Regions from separate parts of the Capsicum annuum genome. Here region 1 is linked to region 2. A link is a contact called in public Hi-C data. All regions are on one chromosome and are shown on one strand. The core of a region is the stretch at or near the end of the contact, and the rest is flanking DNA. Distances in the headings are between cores, read along the strand shown.

The links. A called contact is a pair of places that touch in the nucleus more often than the background predicts.
Region 1: a Hi-C map of bud shows a contact between it and region 2, with 2.4 times the contacts expected there. The contact joins the enhancer-like site here to the promoter of LOC107856224 in region 2. A contact is called at or near these places in 3 of 5 Hi-C or Micro-C datasets (bud, leaf and placenta).

Annotation. Positions count from the first base shown.
Region 1 is chr7:95,168,636-95,175,084 of UCD10Xv1.1, reverse strand. LOC107853553 (kinesin-like protein NACK2) reads left to right here. Exons shown (of 15, transcript XM_047393623.1): 12 at 1,493-1,582; 13 at 1,687-2,601; 14 at 2,753-3,057; 15 at 3,164-3,616. The coding sequence ends at 3,494. Among protein-coding and RNA genes, the nearest start is that of LOC107853553, 24 kb to the left of the region's middle. Within about 2 kb of position 3,879, at least 2 of the 5 cell types and tissues checked have an H3K27ac peak or open chromatin away from gene starts, as enhancers often do. A contact at or near this core is called in bud and leaf, where this site is marked.
Region 2 is chr7:94,778,692-94,785,516 of UCD10Xv1.1, reverse strand. LOC107856224 (eukaryotic translation initiation factor 3 subunit K) reads left to right here and starts at 2,874. Exons shown (of 8, transcript XM_016701209.2): 1 at 2,874-3,160; 2 at 3,245-3,301; 3 at 3,397-3,447; 4 at 3,658-3,720; 5 at 4,752-4,802; 6 at 4,880-4,946. The coding sequence starts at 3,041.

The DNA of each region.
Region 1 (6,449 bases), core at 2,630-5,129, 390 kb before region 2:
TGACTTAGTAAAGGCATTAACTGAAGTGGATTCCCTCAATTTCTGATATTGAGACAATTTAGCAATATCCTAAGTCGAGACCAGAACTTTTTATCAGAGAATGAAATAGAAGCAGTCATTTTCTCAACACACAATATCAAAAATAAATTGATAGAGAATTTCCAAAGTTAGAATTATCCAAACCAAATCTCTCTTGGACAGAAATAGAACTCCAATTAAATTTATCACTCGAACAAATCAAAGAATCAAGTGAATCTGAACCCAACTAAACAAACTCGAAGAATTAGCAAATAGCCAACACGTCTCAAATTATAAAAGTGAAAAGAAGACCCAGATAAGTGGCAATCCGATCTGAACAGGGAGTCTCACTAAAAGACAAAGTTCCCAACACAGGTAGCCTCCTGATATTACTTCGGATTCACAGAATTAGAACAACTTATTAGAAAACGAAACCTGACCAAACAAAGTAGCGGCAGAATCTGAGGATTTGTTGCCCTGAGAACTAATGCAAAGCAGCCAGAAATATCAAAGGTGACCTGGGAGCTTTGAACTAGACCGAGGATGGTCCACTCACGCGCTTTCATGCGCCTTACAAAGTGGGTTGTTGTAGTTCAGTTCGCCAGCGGGTGAGACACAAGCATGTCCTCTCCAACGATCTGGGAAATGACAAATCAGACTAAAGCGGTTTAGCCCACATAGGTGGTGAGAGTTGTACTCCAAGTCTGCAACCACCTCCAACAGTGAAGTTGTCACTTTTCCTGTGGAGTTGTTGACCCGATACTAGCGAATCAGAAAAGAACGCTCTAATACCATGTCTTTCATAAGGTATGAAGGAGGAATAAGATGTGTATTACTCAAAGATTACAGTGAAATAAGTATGCAAAGAGAATAAGCTAACTATGGTAATTAAATATTCAAATCTATAAAAATCATCTATATACATTATCATCTTGATTCTGTAACATTATCACACCAGACTCCCGAAGCGAGCCTCCATTTCAACCATCCTGCACCTATATGGTGCGTGACATCCTCGTCAATCTCTCTATTCCCCTGAATCATAGACCCAAGATACTTGAAACTATCTCTCTTCCGAATGGCCTGGGAATCCAATTTCACTACCATGTCAGCCTCATGCGTCAAATCATTGAACTTGGTACTCCAAGAGTACTACCATGTCATGTTAATACTTCAATTTACCTAAATGTACCTGCACAGAAAACCTGCTAATTTTGCATGTAGTCATGCAGATAGACCCCTTTCCTACAATGACATTTGAACTTGTATGACATAGGACCATTGTAGTACTTACGAATTATTAAGTTCATATCTTCTCAGTGTGAAGTATTGATAGTTGTAGTTCAAAGATACTTGTAAGTTCGGAAACAGAATATAGCTAGTTGAGGTGAATTGCCAAGTACCCTGCTAATCTAATATTCTTACTTATGAATCATTGTATATATTTTTATCCTAAAATTTTTCGAGTATACAGATGGAGGAGGAGATGAATGAGCTGAAACGTCAGCGCGACCTAGCACAGTCCCAGCTCGAACTAGAAAGAAGATCAAAGAAGGAGCTCAAGGTACAAAAATATTGATGCATTTAGACAGAACCTAACTTTCCATCCTTTTTTTGTGTGGATTTGAGTCTTGAAAAGTACAACTTGTTGGCACATACTCATTTCAGGGTTCAGATCACCATGGACCTTCTCGTCAAGTAGTCAAATGCCTTTCATTTAATACTGAAAATGGAGAAGTTTCCGGATATCTTTCTACAACTGTGGGAAGAAAAAAGTTACTTGACAGGCAGGCTGCAATCAGGAGGTCTACCAATTCAATCAATCCATCTATGCTGGTGCACGAGATCCGAAAGCTTGAGATGAGACAGAGGCAGCTTGGTGATGAAGCAAACCATGCATTTCAGTTGCTTCACAAAGAGTTTTCATCTCACAGAATTGGCAGCCAAGGGGCCACAGAGACCATTGCAAAGTTATTTGCAGAAATTAAAGAACTGCAGAAAACAAGTTGTGTTCCAGAACAAATTGAGATAAAAGATAAAGCCAGCTTGAAAGAAGAGATTGCACGGCTGAGATTGCAGGAAAACATTATTGCATCTTTAGAACAGAAACTTGAAAATGTGCAGAGATCTATAGAAGAATTAGTCATGCATCTTCCTAGTTGTCAGGAATCTGTTGATTTGAGGACTCCAAAAAAGAAAAAGGTGTTCCCTTTTAATTTGAGTAACACCAGTAACATGCCAAATGTAATTCGATCACCATGTTCTCCTATGTCTGCTTCATCCTGCAACATCGTGGAGGGTGAGATTGAGAACAGAGTACCAGAATGCAACAATGTTGGATCTGCTGGTGATTCATTCTGCTGCCAAAAAAGCACTCCAATTAGAAGAATGGACAGTAACTGTATCTCATCAAGGGAGGGTACTCCTGGATCAAGGCAGTCAAACTCTGTGAACATGAAGAAGATGCAAAGGATGTTTATTAAGGCATCTGAAGAGAACATCCGGAGTATTAAAGCTTACGTTACTGAGCTGAAAGAAAGGGTGGCTAAGTTACAGTACCAAAAGCAGCTGCTTGTTTGCCAGGTTAGGATTTATTTTCGCTTTCCTTGTGGCTTTTTTGACGAGATATGCAAAGTCTGGTTCAGGGTTTTTAATCATTGCAATTTCCTTTTCCTTTTGTTTGACAAATCAAAAATATCACTTGGACTGATTACTGTGTGATAAGTAAAACCAGGTGCTGGAGTTGGAGGCAAATGAGGCTGCACATGATGAAGCTGATATACCCGATCAATCTCCGTTGTCATGGCATTTAGTGTTAGAGGACCAAAGGCAGCAAATTATAATGTTGTGGCATTTGTGTCATGTGTCTTTAGTGCACCGTACACAATTTTACCTGTTATTTAAAGGGGATCCATCAGATCAGATTTACATGGAAGTTGAGCTTAGGAGGTTGACATGGTTAGACCAACACTTAGCAGGGCTTGGTAATGCGAGCCCTGCACTTTTGGGTGATGAACCTGCTGGCTATGTCTCATCAAGGTATAGTTTATTCTTTCAGGAGCACTGTCATCCATGTATTTTATTTGAACTTTTTTAAGGTCTTTATTTGAAGTTTTCCAACTCTTGACTTATTATGAATATACAGTATTAAGGCACTGAAGCAGGAAAGGGATTATTTAGCTAAAAGGGTGAGCTCGAAGCTAGACGCAGAAGAAAGGGAAGTGCTCTACTTGAAATGGGACATCCCCCCGGAAGGAAAACAGAGAAGACGGCTTCAGCTTGTGAATAAGCTCTGGTCAGATCCTCTCAACTTGCAGAATGTACGCGAAAGTGCTGCAGTAGTAGCGAAGCTTGTGGGATTCTGTGAAACAGGGGAACATGTTTCAAAGGAGATGTTTCAGCTCAATTTTGTTTCCCCCTGTGACAAAAAAACATGGTTAGGTTGGAATCTGATATCAAACTTATTACACTTGTAGTTACAAATAGCAAGCTAATATTTTAATAGTTGAAAAATGAATCTGAGTGTAGATTTTGTATCATACTTACCTGTACAATATTCAACTTTTTTGCTTCTAGGAAACACACATCTTGCTGAAAATTTTGCAAAGAGGTTTAGTTTTTTTTTTCTTTCAAGAAAAACTAAAAATAGAAATCATGAAAGATTATGATACTCGATGCAAACTAAAAATCTGAGTCTAGAATTTGTTACAATTGGCCATCAAGATAGAATTATTTAACCATCACCTATATCCATAAAAAGTGTAGTAAACTGTATTTCTCATTAAACATAAACACTTTAGATAGGCATCACTCTCAAAAAAATTTACTTTGTCTTTGAATATACAAGCTTTAACTTTCCCCTTTTTGGGTGCATTCTCCTTCTGTTCTAAATAAGAATAAGATGCAAGCTCCCAGGTAGAGGTAAAACTCTCTGCTTTCCAATTCTCATCATCCTTTGATTGACTAATCATAAAAACTTATCGCACTCCGTATTTGTATCAAACATCAATGAATACGACACACGTCTTCACATATACTTTTATCACTAAACTATTGTGAATTAACATGCATTCTTATCTTAATTTTCCATCCAACTGTAGTAAATTAACGTAGTTTGATATCAGTATCACATTAGCTGGCTTTGAATGAATATGATCATGCTCATTCTACTTAAATGCAATATGTTAAAGTTGAAGCATAGTTGGTTTGACCAAAATTTTGATGATAGTTTAGTGTAGTTTTTGGACATTGATGTGTACTCCCTTGGAAGAGCTATGTCTGATTCTTATCCCGTTGGAAGATCTAAGTAATAACAAGTATGGGATATGTTATGCTATATTATGACTTACTTTAGGGGTATTAAACATGGACTAGAAATTAATGATCCATTCAAAATTTATGGATTGGACACAAGATAATTTCATAGGGATTCTTACACACTATATACAAGTGATAAAAAAATGCCTACAAAATGACCACATATTTATAATCTATATCAATATCTATAGTTTGTACCTATCTATAATCTATATGCATATCTATAATCTATATCTATAATCTATAATATATTAAAAGTGTGAAGACTCTTGACAAGAAAAGTGATTTGAACTTTTTACCCTTCATTAAAAAATTTTGCTCTAGACAAAATCATCTTTTTCACTATTTTTTCTTAATTATTATATATTAAATATTAACTATAATAAATATATGGAAAGTTTTGATACTATAATAATACATGAAAAGTTTGGTATCCCTAACTATATTAAAAATATAGAAAATACTCTATTACCACCTTGAACAATACGCGAAAAGACTGATACACATCCGAACTTTAGGAGGGTCCTATCCCATGATTAATTAAAATCGTATTTTTGACAACCTTAGTGCTTACATGGCACATACATAGCACAACACACTGAAGGGTCCACGTAGGCACTAAGGTTGTCAATAATGATTTTAATTAGTCAAAGGGTAATAGGACCCTCCTAAAGTTCGGGTATGTCTCAACATTTTTGCGTATAGTTTCAGGTGGTAATATAGCATTTTGCAAAATAAAAACTACTACTAAATACACGGGAAGATCTTCTTCTTAAAAAAGAACTCTACAACTCTATTTAAAATAATATCTTAGTCAAACTTAGCAAAACAGACGCTACTTCTCTTTACTTTTTCTTCTAATTGCTGCTTCTCTTTACTTTATCTTTCTCTTTTAGTTTTGGTTCATGATTGTCGTCTTGCATGGGTTATCATCTTTCTTTCTTTCCTTTTTAATTCTTTTTAGTTAATAAATTTATATATTATATATGAATTATGCATAGTCGACAATTGATAATGGATTCTCCCTTTTGCTAATTTATCGTGTAAGTTAAAAAATTTTGTTTGAAAAAATGGACAAAACACGCATGTTTCCCCGGATGAAGGCATGACAAACCATCACAATAGAGGTACCATTATCTGATTTGCAACTCACATGGTAAACCAAGTTGAGCATCAACTATTTCAATGAGTCGTGACCTCAACAAACTTCTAAGATCAAAGAATGAGGCTCTTTTCACTCTTTTCACCTTCTCTTCAGAATGGTTAGGAACATTTGATATCTACGGGGGCCAAAGTCATCCTCAAAAAGGTATTTCAAACCTGAGTTTACTTGCTTGATGGTGGTTGAATGATATTTAGAAGTCGTTTCAATTCCTTCTTCCGATTTCAAGAAATAGAAATCTTGAACCAGTAAATGAATTATATCTATTTTATGGATGTTAACTTAGAATTTGATCAAGAAAACAATCATAATGAATATCCTAATAAATACTAATAAATGTAATAATCCCAACCGTTAGGAGACTTTGACAGATGCAAATCATGTTGCCTCAATTTCATTTATAAGGACTCAAGCAAAGGAAATAGCTGAAAAAATCAAAGATTTATCTACCAAAAAAAATTAAAGATTTGTCTCTATCCTTTTCAACTATTTTTTATGAAAATTATTGAGTGTAGGGATAAGCGAGGGACTAAAAGAACCCTAATTTGTTTTGAAAACATTGTTCAACATAGAAAATTTTTATTTTTTATTTTTTTCCTTTTTACAAAAAATAAATAAATCTTTTGAGAATAATAACAAAGAATGAGATTATGGCTTAGAGATCAAAAAATAAATCATATGTAGGATTGATATTCTTTGTTCTATGGTGCTTTCTGTATGTGCATAAAAACTCCAAGTACTTATAACTTAGTCATGTAGAAATTTTTTTTTTAAAACGGTTTTTTGTGAGATATTATGGCCTCAATTATTGATTTGTAATATTTGCCTTTCTTGGTTTTAGATAAGATGATAGCAACAATATCGCTTAAGAATAAAGACTTAGTTTGGGCATCATATACTACTGAAAGATATCATTCTACCGTAATAGGACTTATCTCAAAGATTCAAATTC
Region 2 (6,825 bases), core at 1,625-4,124:
AAATATAAATTCAAGAGATTTTGAGCTTGATGTTGAATCTTGATGAACTTGACCTTGACTCGTACTTGAATTCAAGAGTTTTGACTTGATCTTGGCTTGTATTTGAATATAAAGGCTTTTGCACTTAATCTTGAATATGATGTTCTTGATCTTGCTTGTACTTAAAACCAAGGACTTTAGAGCTTGATCTTGAATTTGGTGGTCTTGATCTTGAATTGTATTTAAACTTGATTACTTGAATGCTTGAACTTGTAGCTTATGAGAAATATGTGCCTTTTAATCAATGAGCTCTCTCTAGCTTTATCACGACCCAAACAAGGGCCTGCCGTGGTGGGTATCTTAAGTTTGTCGAGGACCGGAGACCACCCTCTTTGCCTAGACAAACAAAATACAACACAACTAGCAGCAAATGAATTATGAGCATATAACAAGATAGTTAACCAACTAGCTCAAAAAGAAATCTAAGAACTTTAACATCCATCCTAATCCACAAAGACGCTAAAATTAAAGAACAACATAAGTCGGGACATGCCCCGACATAGCTAAAAAGAGTCCAAAAGGAATAAACCAAAACAAAATAAAATAAGAACATGAAATGAGGGTCTTCCGAAATATAGAAGTTCACCACTTTAAGCTTACTCACAATCGATCCAGAAATCACCTAATCACTGTGTAAGAAAAACAGAAGTGTCTCTGTTCCTTACACCGCGTGGAGATACAAAGTTCGAAGACGGTTAGCAGGGCGAGCACTAGCATGTAACTCAGGGTAGGGATAAAATAACTCCAACTCAAAATTCAATCCAAACTCAATGTACATGTTCATATACATGCATATATACATATATATATATATATGTATATATATATATATAAGATGTTAGGATAGGGAACAAGGTTTAACATAAGATTTAAAATCATTAACATAGATTGTGTAGCCCCAACCGTCTCAAGGGTACCCACAGGCTATATGGGTTTAGCTTCCCCTGCTAAAAAGGTCTCCGTGTTAGCCGCACGAACCAAGAAAATCCAAGGATGAGCCTGGGAATACCTCGACCCCAGCCAATCCAAAATATATATAAGTGTGAGCTATGCACACGGTCATAAAGACCCCATACTGGCAAACGTGGTTTTCAGTATCGGTCCCCCCAGGACCTCCACCTTCTAAGACGAGCTACACAACCCCCTTTAAGCCCAATTAAAATAAGTTTCAGATAACCCATCTATTTAACCAAGGAATTATCAGTGAAGGCACCAACCACAGGTATCGTCACACCATTACACTTGCAAGCTTATAATTATGCCATGCCAATTTCATAAACCTGGGGAATACCAAGACACTTTTTGTTCATTAAATCCAGTTTAAAAGTCAAAAACATGGCTAACAAGGCTTTCAAAACCCTTCTTATCCATTTAACCATTTATGCAAAGCAAAAGTTTAGGGAAGTCAACCAACACATGTGATTAACCATATTTCAAATTCAATTATGCAAGTGGGTTGAGGGAACACAATTTTCAAAACCAAATTCCAGACCAAAATCATCAATTTGGGAATATACCTCGACCCCCATTCCATTCACCATACCCATGCACCCCAATAGATTTCAAAATACATAATTAAAACATGAACATTTGCATTAAAACTATGGGAATTCAAATCAAGTAACAATCCTTCCAAAACCCCTAACTCAAATCAAAATTCCAATTCAAATGCACATGAATAACCAATTAAACACATGCTTTAAGTAAAACAAGTTTAAGGGGAGAGGTACATGCCTAAAAGTATCATAACTATGGAGAGAAATCACCACTTGAAAACTCTAAATGATCAACCTTGAGAAACCCTAACTTGTTCTTGACTTAGGGATTTGAGAAAGTTTAAGAATGTGTTTGATTATGTCTTTTGGATAATAATGGGGTCCCAAAAGGTTTTTAAGGATGTGGGTCACAATTGGCGAAAAGGAAAAAATGTCAAAAGTACCCTTAATGAAACACTAAATATTTGCCGCCCAGTCATTACGGGTTACCTTACGACTCATAACGACTGACTACGAGTCGTCCCCTAGACTCGTTGACCCTACGAGTCGTACCATACGACTCGTATACGGACCTTACGACTCATAGGGTCCTAGTCGTAACCACAACAGTGACATTGGGCACCTATACTGGTTTGACTATGGAAAATACCTTACAACTCGTAAAGAGTCATTATAACTCGTGACATCCCAGTCGTAGTCACAATAGAAACACGAGCAACCCTCACTATTCATCCTACGACTCGAGTCCTGTGACCCATAAGGAGACATTATGACTCGTTAGGTGAGTCGTAGTCTGAGCAATAAGCTCAAAACTTAATAAATTTTCAGAGGCAAAAATCTGGGGTGTTACAACTTCTTGTTAGAGTTTTGGTTTATTTCTGAATTATGAAGATCCCTATTTATAGTCGTAGAATAGAGGAGTTGTAATGAGGACATACATCTTTGATACATCTTTTGAGTGGTCGGAGCATGTCACTTATACACGTGTCATATTTTTATCGGCCTTTGATTTCACTAAGCATGTTGAGTCATTTTGATACATATTGGCTCCTTCAATTGACTGGCATGCCATGTTATTTGACACGTGACATCAAATTAGACCTCGCAAAGTGTACTAATCGTTTGTAGTCCAAGTCAATGGACTAGCCTAATAAAATTAAAATTTAATTAATTCATATTTATTGAACTTAAAGTAATTAATTTAATTATATTAATCCACAATATTTATTTGAACTAATATATTTGAATTAAAAAATTAAAATTATTTTTCCTATTTTCAATATGAAACATGACCAAACAATGCTAAGAAATCTAAATTTCATGTCGGAATAAAATTTCAAATCAAACAAATCGAATTTCCAACCATGTCCAAACGAGCCCTCGAAAAATTTGTCATTTGACAAACAAATAGAACCCCTCCAGTATCTCTCCCCCTCAAACCCTAAAACCTCTCGCTCTTTGCCTCCTCTATCTTCCTTCCAAAATCCTCTTAACAGTTTAGAAAAATGGGAAAAGAGGCGACTAACGAGAAGTCACAGCTTGCTCACACTGTAGAGCAGCTCATTGCTGTTAACCCTTACAACCCAGATATCCGCCCCGATCTTGAAAACTATGTTAACGAACAGGTACACTAATTTACTATAATGACCTTTTTTGGTCCTGCTGAATTTGTGTTGGTTTTAATTGAGTAATTTCGATGTTAATTTTAGGTTTCGTCTCAAACATACAATCTGGATGCAAATCTTTGCCTGCTTCGTCTTTATCAGGTTTAATTTGGTGATGTAAACAACTATTAGTTTTTATTTGGAGTGTTATTTTTTGGTTGATTGATAATGGTGTCGATTTCTTTGGATGAGTACAGTTTGAGTCGGAGAGAATGAGTACACCAATTGTTGCTCGTATTTTGGTTAAGGTGCAATTAACTTCTTCTCTTGCGTGTGTGATATTATTACCTATGTTGCTCTGACTCTTCAAAAATGGCAATGGATGTGTGTCGGATTCTCCAAAAGTAGTGTGTTTTTGGAGAAACTGATACGGGTTAGGCATCGAGTGAGGAGTCTGATGCAATTTAGGATATTATTTGTTGCCTCTGTCTTACTTATTTGCTTGTTTGTGCCAATAGGCTCTAATGGCAATGCCAGCTCCAGATTTCAGCCTCTGTCTCTTCCTAATCCCGGAACGAGTGGTATGTATCTTCAAAGTTTCCTTTGTTATGACTTACCTTTGATGAATATGAATTGTAAATTTTCTCGTCTCGTGTACTATGGAATGGGTGTGGTCGGAAAACATAAAAACTGTCATAACCTAAGATGGACGTAGATGGCGGAAATAATTTTGTAACTTCTCGTATTTGTTACCGCAGATATTAGCTATTCTCGTTCATGCCTAACACAGCTTCACAGTTGTTTCATTGCCTTATGTAAAACAAAAAAGGAAGGCAAGTGGTCATTATGACATAGTTCTAAAATTAAAATAAAAAACCCAAAAGATCTTCTGTCAAGTTAATAGGAATGTTTAACTCGAAAGATCTTCTGTGAGATAATTGGTTCCGTTGTCGGCATTTTTCCTTCTTTTTTCTCTTTCTGGTTGCCAATCCGTGCTGGTTTTGAGGAAATTAGATAAACAGGAAAGTCTGAAACAAATGAATAGACTATAGTGATATCTGAAATTTTGTGGTTCTCTATTAACGGATATCTGCAACATAAAAGTTGTAAGACTGAATATACTAATGTTTTCCCCAGAAGTTATTCAACAAGAACATACTTGGCCCTAACTTTGTGGTAGTGAGGTTGTTTCCCCAGAAGTTCTTCATTTACTTTGATTGGTCTTTTAAATTTCTTAGCTAGTATAGTTTCTTATTTGCTAATGAAATGCATTCAAATGGATATTGAGGATTCATTTTGCTGGCCCAAACACGTTTGGGATTAAGGAACATTCCTTGCTGCTTGGTTTCCTTCTGAGGGGCACTTTCATGTACTGCCACTTTTTGTTGCAACTCCCATAGACGTCTCTTTTTTGCTGTTTAAGTTTGCAAAGACTTTTCGCCTTCCTTAATTTTCTTATCTTTTTCACTGGGTTGTTGTGGGTCATTATGGTGATTTTGGGGTATCAAGGCTGAACACATGCTTTTGATATCTAGATATAAATCTTCAACTGTGTTAGATGCAGAGTCCTATCCTTTTTTCCTCATAATGATTTTCTTATTTCACTTCTCAGCAAATGGAAGAGCAATTCAAGACACTAATTGTTCTCTCTCACTACTTAGAGGTATGCCATGTTGTGTTTGCTGAAAGTTTTCTTTCAATTCAGTGATTAACTGAATAAGTGCACACTTCTTTTTGCAGACTGCAAGGTTCCGCCAATTTTGGGATGAAGCTGCAAAGAGCCGCCACATAGTTGAAGCTGTCTCTGGTATTACTGAATGCTTTAATCTACCCCTCACCCACAATGTTCAATAGTAGCAATTCAGATGCAATAGAAACTGATTTGTTTTACAAAAGAGAATCAGATTTGCTGAGACATGCTTAGAACCTTGTAGAGGAAAATTTCATGAAGTGATTGAGTTTCAAAACATTTCCTTTACCTAATTTTTAGTAAAAAGTCATGTTGCAAATATAATTAATCTTGAGTTCTTTACCACCCCAAAAAAAATAAATTCCTCGTGTGTTCCTTATTGACAATCTACACTTGGCCTGGCCTATTTCTTTTTACTGTTTTTAACAACAATATGAATGAAGTACAATGTTCAATGCTCCAAAACTCTTTATGTTGTGTCCATGTACATAATCCCGTCCTCACCCACGGGGTTCAATAGTAGCTTTGATACAATGAGGGATCTATTTACTTTAATAAAGAATTACATTTTCCAAGACTTGCTTGGCACTGTGCTACGAGGGGAGTTTCATGCAGGGATTCTGAGTTTCAAACCGAGTCCTTTTACGTAATTGACTTTGTTTATTCTACTACTAACTCCGTTTCAATTTATCTGGCCCTTGTACCAAAAATAGATTGTTTTACTTGTCCATTTTAACAAATCCTTATCATTAAATAACTACATAAAGTAATAGTAGTCAAATTTAGATTTTTAAAGCAGAATCAATTAGGTTATTTTAGTAAAATGACCCTTAATGAACTAGAAGAGCTAATGGGCGGCTTGAAAGGGTCTTTGCTTGAAAGTATCCCCGTATATCAAATTCACACAATGGGTTGCACATGGAGTCCAATATGTGCAGGAACACTTCCATTATAATAAAACCTGCCTTAACATTTTCAGCTACATTATCTGTAACTACTTGAACAACATTCTCTGGTCCAATCTTCTCCATGGCATCCTTAAACAAAGAGAACATTTTGATGGAATCAGTGCACGGGTCGCTGACATCAATTGACTCGAGAAACAAGCTTCTTACCGGAGAATTCACCAACACATTTATGATCATTTTTTCGGTTCTTGCTGGCCATTTATCCATCATAATGGAACATTCAAACTTGTTCTATTCCACCTGATGCTCCACAATTTTGTGTGTCTCTTCCACTTCTTTATTTAGATAAATGACACTAACCTCATGATAAATGGGTGGCTTTATCCCCAGACCAAATTGGCATATAGCCTTGATCATGTTTGCAAAAGTGTCATAACTGACACAATTGAAGGGCAACCCTGCATCATACAACCATCACGAAAAAAACTGAGCAAACATTAGTAATAAAAAGAAGTCGGTAGTAAAACAGAGCATCAATTAAAAAAACTGAGCAAAACAGTAAAGAAGACGCTACACTTCAGATTTGAAAAAAGAAAATAAGAACTGAAATGAAGCAGTAAAACAGAGAAGGAAGAAAGAAGAACAAGAAAAATTACCTTAACTGAGAAGAGAAGTCGCAGTTGCGGTGAAGAGGAAGACAAGTCGCAGGTGTTTGATGTCGCTAACCCTAAACCAACGATGTTGTCTCTCTTTTTACCCTAAAAATTTTTACTTGAATCTTTTTTTTTTAATTTAAAAATAGCCAAAAAAAATCAAGATCGATTGTATAAAAAGAAGTGGGAAATTGCGTTTAATGCGACTTCCAAATTCTTGAGATTGACTATTTTAATGCATGATCCTGTGCATTTAAATAATTTTTCCCTTTTTAGATTTGTTCAACAGCTACCCATTTAGAAATGCTCGTCTTTTATGGGCAAATGTAGAATGTTGCAAGTTCAAATTTTGTTCCTTATTTGATCAAAGTGGATACTTTGTGGGACAAACACGGGGAGAAAATGTACGGGAGGGACTTCTGTAGATACTTGATC